Linked DNA regions of Sus scrofa: region 1 is linked to region 2. The links are chromatin contacts, called in public Hi-C maps. All regions are on one chromosome and are shown on one strand. Each heading gives the region's core, a stretch centred on a gene start, on an enhancer-like site or on the middle of the called end of the contact. The rest is flanking DNA. Distances are from core to core; before and after follow the strand shown. Region 1 overlaps PEBP4 (phosphatidylethanolamine binding protein 4). Region 2 holds the start of EGR3 (early growth response protein 3).

What was found. A called contact is a pair of places that touch in the nucleus more often than the background predicts.
Region 1: a Hi-C map of embryonic fibroblasts shows a contact between it and region 2, with 5 times the contacts expected there. The contact joins the enhancer-like site here to the promoter of EGR3 in region 2. A contact is called at or near these places in 11 of 47 Hi-C or Micro-C datasets (blood, embryonic fibroblasts, epiblast stem cells and 4 more) and 1 of 2 datasets of contacts at active chromatin or transcription factors (skeletal muscle).

The regions. Positions count from the first base shown.
Region 1 is chr14:7,005,837-7,008,788 of Sscrofa11.1, forward strand. All of the region lies in intron 3 of PEBP4 (phosphatidylethanolamine binding protein 4), which reads right to left. Among named protein-coding and RNA genes, the nearest start is that of EGR3, 59 kb to the left of the region's middle. Within about 2 kb of position 1,350, at least 23 of the 83 cell types and tissues checked have an H3K27ac peak or open chromatin away from gene starts, as enhancers often do. A contact at or near this core is called in embryonic fibroblasts, omental adipose tissue and skeletal muscle, where this site is marked.
Region 2 is chr14:6,946,804-6,949,827 of Sscrofa11.1, forward strand. It overlaps EGR3 (early growth response protein 3), which reads right to left and starts at 1,704. Exons shown (of 2, transcript XM_021072993.1): 1 at 1,425-1,704; 2 at 1-142. The coding sequence starts at 1,578.

The sequences.
Region 1 (2,952 bases), core at 100-2,599, 59 kb after region 2:
TGGTGAGGTCTGATCTCTGCTGGTTCTTAATTGTCACAAATCTGGAAGGATGATTGGCAGGGAATGGGCCTTTGAAGTTACCATTATCCCCTGGGGCCTGGGCTGGGGACTATCCCTTAAATCAGGCTTGGGAAGGGGAGGATGGGCCCAAGAAGCCCCCACCTCACTCAGGACTCCTGTGTTCACCCACTTGCTGTAATGGTGACTTCCTGGACCAGTTAGTCAAGTCCTGCTTGGAGTCTGTGTGAATGATTCTTAAATGTTTCCCAAGCCTCTATCCTTTGTTTCTATTATCTTGTGAGTGTAACAGAAAAGCCAATAGGAAGGAAGGAAGGATTGAAGTCCCAAGGACTTGGGGGCAGAATGGGACACATGTACTCTTCTCTGACATTGTTATTATTATTTTGCTCTTTTTTTTTTTTTTTTTTTGCTTTTTAGGGCTGCACCTGCAGCATATGGAAGTCCCAGGTTAGGAGTCTAATTGGAGCTGCATCTGCGACCTACACCACAGCCACAGCAACGCCACATCTGAGCCTCGTCTTTGACCTACACCATAGCTCATGGCAATGCCGGATCCTTAACCCACTGAGCAAGGCCAGGGATTGAACCTGCATCTGCATGGATGCTAGCGGGCTCCTAATTTGCTGAACCACAATGGGAACTCCTCTGACATTATTTTTGTCATCATCATCACCATCACCCATTATTAATACTGTTAAACATTTATTGCTCTTCACTTAGCCATGAGCAGTGGATGGATAAATCCACTCGATCACGAGAAGCCTACACTGTTCCGGGCATTTCTCAGGTCAAGGCTGGTTTCTCCAGCCCTCAATGCAGGGATCACATCTGACCCTCAGCAGGAAGTGGGGGTCATGGCTTTGAGTTCTTTCATGGAAAGTGCTCTCCTTCTGGAGGAAAGGCGTTATAATTTCAAGTTACTTCTGCTGCTGCATACATGTGTCTTATTCACCTTTGTAGCCCCACCAATACCTTGAACAGGGCACAACCAAAGGTGCTCACTAAATGCTTATTGATAATAATTATTATAATGATGTCTTATAACCAATTAAGCAGGGGAAGTGCTCCGAGGGCTTCTGAGCTGCCGTGAGTGGAGGAACAATTTAACTCCTCGTCTGAGGCATCTTTCCTGCTAAGGCTTAGAGCACAGAGCCTTAGGGTTGCAAGGCTAGCGTGGGATTGCTCAGGAGGCAGGGTGGCAAAGACTCAGACAGGAGGTGAACAGCTGGCGCCTCCTTCTGGCCCTGCAGGGCCGGAGCAGGCCTGGGGAGGACTTTTGCCGGAAACTTAGGCCCTTGCGCTCTCACATGGTGACCCCCTCACCCTGCACCAGCCAGCACCTTCACCCAGAGAGAGCCCAGCTCAGGAGACCCACTGGAGAGCAAGGGAGGCTGTTATGTAACTGATGCAACTCCTTGTCAAAACTGGTGACTAATTCAGACCGTCGGCCAGATTGGCTCAGCAGCTTTGGTGTGAGCTGCAGGAGGCCTCAGCCGCTTTGTGGCTGGTTCTCACACCCTCTGCTGGAAGGATCTCTCAGCTTCCTTGCTTGCCTCGGCTGCAACCTCAACCACGGCCCCATCACCACTCCTTTCCGATGAGACCTTTTCTTTATGCGTCCAATCCCCCAACTTTGTGTCCCTTCCTGTCCTACAAAAAGAGACCAGGAGGACAGTTTATGCCTATCTGTCCCCAGGACAGTTCGTTTCTGCCTGGGGCTCACTGAGGCCTTCACTTTGCACCTGGTGAGGTGAAGGGTGTTGGGGCCTGCTGCCCTTGGACAGCTGGCCGGGCTGAGAGTTTTGGGTGCTAAGGCTGGGGCCCCTCCCCCACTGCCCAAGGGGACAGGGCTCCAGGGACCACCCGGCCTCACCCAGTCCTCTGGCCTCAGACCCTGCACTCTGTGGGTCACAGGCTGCCTGGGCAATGCTGGGAAAGGCCTGTGCTCACTGCCCCGGTTCTCACTTTTCAAAAGGAGGAGCTTGGTAAGGCCAGCTCGTCCCTCCTGCTGAGGCTGTCCTGAAGGGGTGCGGTAGGACATTTGTGCTTATCTGGAGATGGTCCAGGGAGAAACACAAAGAGGTGTCCTGACAAGGCCCACAGCGTTCTTAGTCATGAATGCCGGGCATTATTTTATTTAATCCTTAACCACACAACCTTCTGTGGTTAGGGTTATTCCCATTTTACAGGAGAGGAAACTGAGGCCGAAAGCAATTGGGTGGTTTGCCAAAGCTGGTAAGTGGCTGAGCTGGGCTTTGAACTCACCCCCCCAGCTACTCGGAAGCCCAAGCTGGTTCTGACACACTGCCTTCCCATGGCATTCCTGGGACGGGTTCCGGAGGCCTTTGAAAGGCTTGTATATCACAGCAACTTCATGGCAACTGCCCAGTGAGGTCCAGAAAAGAATACTACCTTGTTCTCCTCCCGCTGCTTCCTTCCGCCAAGTAGCACACAGACATGATCTCATCCACTCTCCCAGCGCCCCATGTGGGCTGCGGAGGGGGTGGGCATTGCTGACTCCATTTCCCAGGGGGGAAAGGGAGGCACAGAGAGGGAAGGCGGCCTGTGCTAGGTTGCACAGCTGCCTGGTGAGAGAGCTGGGCCTGGAGATCAGGCATCCCTGCCCTCGAAGGCAGTTAGTGAGCTTGACGGGTGTGGGCTAGAATCACTCCTGAGACACAGCAAATTGGGGTGCGCTTCTTGAGGCCTGACTTAGTGGCTGAAAAAGCTCCAAGATAGCTAGGCCTGTGGTAAAAAATGAAATCTGAGATGCACATAAAGGCAGTCTCTATGCCAAGAAAGAGGCGCCAGGACTAACGGTCAGCACACGTGCTCCCCTCCTGGCCGGTCGCCCACAGCCCTGAACCCCCAGCTTCCCTTCCTGGATGCCCTGGGGCTCAGCCGCAGCCATGCTGTGTGATGGAAAGAACA
Region 2 (3,024 bases), core at 454-2,953:
TGGCACCAGTTGGAAGGGGAGTCGAAGGCGAACTTTCCCAAGTAGGTCACGGTCTTGTTGCCGGGGGCTGGCTGGAAGGAGCCCGAATAAGAGAGTTCCGGGTTGGGCTTCTCGTTGGTCAGACCGATGTCCATCACATTCTCTGCGGAGAGCGGGGGAGAGAGGGGAGGGGTGAGTGAAGCCGAGTCGGCTCCCGGGCCAGGGTGCCCAGGTCTTTGCCCAGGTGTGGAGGGTGCGGCCGGGTGGAGTGCGCAGCGCATGGGGTAAGAGGAAAGCTGCGCCCGGCGCAAAGCGGGCGGTGCCGCGCTCCCGGGCGCAACCTGGATACAGCAAAATACTACGGATCGGGGTGTGGAGTGGCTGCTGCACACATACCGCACACGCCGCGCACACACACGTACCACACACATACACATACACAGGCGCGCGCGCGAGAAGCATTGTTGTTATTCCTGAGGTGGGGCTGGCAGGTAGCTGCAGCTACAGGTAGTTTCAGACCCGGAGTGCGTGTGGCTCTCGCTCTCTAGCACACGCAACTCGGCCTCTTCCCCTAGCCCTGTCCGCGCCGGACGCCGCGCCTTTCCTGCCCCGACGAAGCCCCCCGTGCGCTCTGCGCCCAGGTCGCTGACCCAGAGCGCTCCGACGCTTTGTCCTCGGCGCATAGACGGGTGCTGCCCGCAAAAGGAGCTCTCCCGCCGCCTCCCCTAGCCCCAGTCTCCTCCGGGCCTGAAGGAGCTTTCGGCTCTTGCGGGAGGGGGAAAGCCCAGCCTCAGCTAAGCGAGAGTGGAGGGCGGTGGAAAACCGGCCAGTGTCTCCATGACGGGAGTGGCCGCTCTTCCCAAGCTCCTCCGCCCGGGGATCGAGCCCGTGGAAGCCCCCGCATGGGTGGCCCCCCACCTTCTCCCCTACCCGCCGTCCCCACATCCCCACACCCCCACGGCTTCGCTGAACGCCCTGGAAAGGCAGCGTCGCAGTACCTCTCCCACCGCGGGGACTCCACGCCGCACATGGCTCCATCCCGGGTGGGAGGCTGAGGGAGTAAGGGGGGAGAGCGCGGGTGAAAGGGACGTTGGGCTCCTCCCGAGAAAGGGGGCGACAGCACTACGCCTTGCGCGCAGCCCGGCGATCGCGCCCCCTAAGTGGAGAACCCCAGAGCCGCTCGCACCTACCTCCCTTCGGTCGGCGGCTGCCCCCACCCGGGAGAACCGAAGCCTCTACCGTGGCGTAGCCAACCGAGCCTTCCCGATCAGGGAGGGCGGGAGGAGTGGGTGGGAAAAGCAACTCGCCCCCCGGAAAATTCCCAGCGCGCCCCCCATCTCTCCATCCATCCATCCATCCATCTATCTATCTCTAGCTCGCTCCCTCCTCCTCTTCCTCTCTCCCTTTCCTTCCTCGCTGCCTCGCCGCCTCCCCGCCGCCCTTACCTGTAGCCATCTGATTGTAATGGGCTACCGAGTCGGTGCTGCCAGAAAAGAGGTTGAGCGCGCTGGGGATCTCCTCGGGGTACAGATTGTCAGGCAGTTGGTTTAACAAACTGCTCATGGTCACCGGCAGCTTCTCGGCGAGTTTGCCGGTCATAGCACTCCCGAGCTGCCGCCGCCGCCACCGCCGCCACCGCCGCCGCTCGCTCCTAACGCAGCTTCCAGGCAAGCGGCATCCGAGAGGCGATCCGTGGTGCAGGGGAAAAGCATGCGAGAGGGAAAGTTCGGGGGGAGGGGGAGGGAAGAGGGGAAGGGGTGGGCCTGGGGAGGGGATCTTCTCTTTTTGGGGGGTGGGTGGGAGAGAGGGCAAAGGAGGGTAATCCTCTTGGTGTCTCAGCTGGTGTCGTAGAGGCTTGGTCGTGGGGGGGGGGCGTGTGCGGCGGGTGGACGGGGGCTGAGCTGGGGGGGGGGATCTCGGCCCAAGGGGTCGGACGCGGCCTCAGTATTGATATCACAAACAGACGCGCGCCCGCGGCCCCCCCGCCCCCCGATCCACCACCGCCGCCACCGCCGCCGCCGCCGCCTCTGCCGCTGCTGCTGCCGCTGCTACCACCACCACCAGCCCCGCCGCTTCCTAGCAAGCTCACTGCTGCCCAAAAGCTCCCAGCCAGGGAACTCCACCAGCCTATTTATCTGAGCCCCGGGAAAGCTCCGTGACGTAGCTGCCCATATATGGACAGACAAAGCCCAGCCGAAGGGGCGCGACGTCACAATGGAAGCTCCTCACAATGGAACATTAGAAAGCAGGAAGCGGGCCGCAGCCAACGTGCGGCGCCCGCACCGCTCGCGGATCTTAAAAAAAAACAGAGAGAGAGAGAGAAACAGTAGAGAAGAAAGAAGGAAAATTCGAGAGGAGAGAGGAAAGAGCGATGTAACTGTACGGAAAGCGTAAAGCGCGCCGCGCCGGGTTGAAAGACCAATAGCCGCGTGTATGTTTATTTGATGTCTGCACTAGGAGAGCGCGCTTGTAGGACTGGGGGCCGCAGAGGTGGCGTTGTTTCCAAGTGGCCTCCAGCACCCCCAGCAGGAAGAAAGAGAATTGAAAACACCCGGCGGGGTCTCTTCACTGCCCGGGAACTTCTGGGGAACCCGGAAGGTGTGCGCACCGACCCTGCCCCGCCGCTCTTCTCGCGCCCAGGATCCTGCCCGGGGCTGGGAAAAAGTCCCTCTGAGGAGGAGTCTAGCGGGTCAGGGATCTCTGGTCCAGTGTCCCAGGAAATTTTGTGCCACCCTCCCTGTGATTCGCCGCCCACACTCCTGCTGCTCCTCGGGCCCCTGACCCTGTGCCGACACCCAGCTGAGCGCAGTGGTGGGGAGGTTCGTAGCTGCAGAGCGACTGCGCGGGAGGCGAGAACCTCGAATATTTGGGGTCGAGGATGTGCAGTTTTGGTGACGAAGAAGGAGGAATGAAGTTGAGGGGGTAGGAAACACGTGCACCAAATCCTCCACAAATTTCCTCACGGTTCCAAACACCCCCTTTGGCCACGGGATGGCAGGAGGGCTCAGCAGGCCCAGGCGCAGACTCAGTCTATTGCTGCCTGCG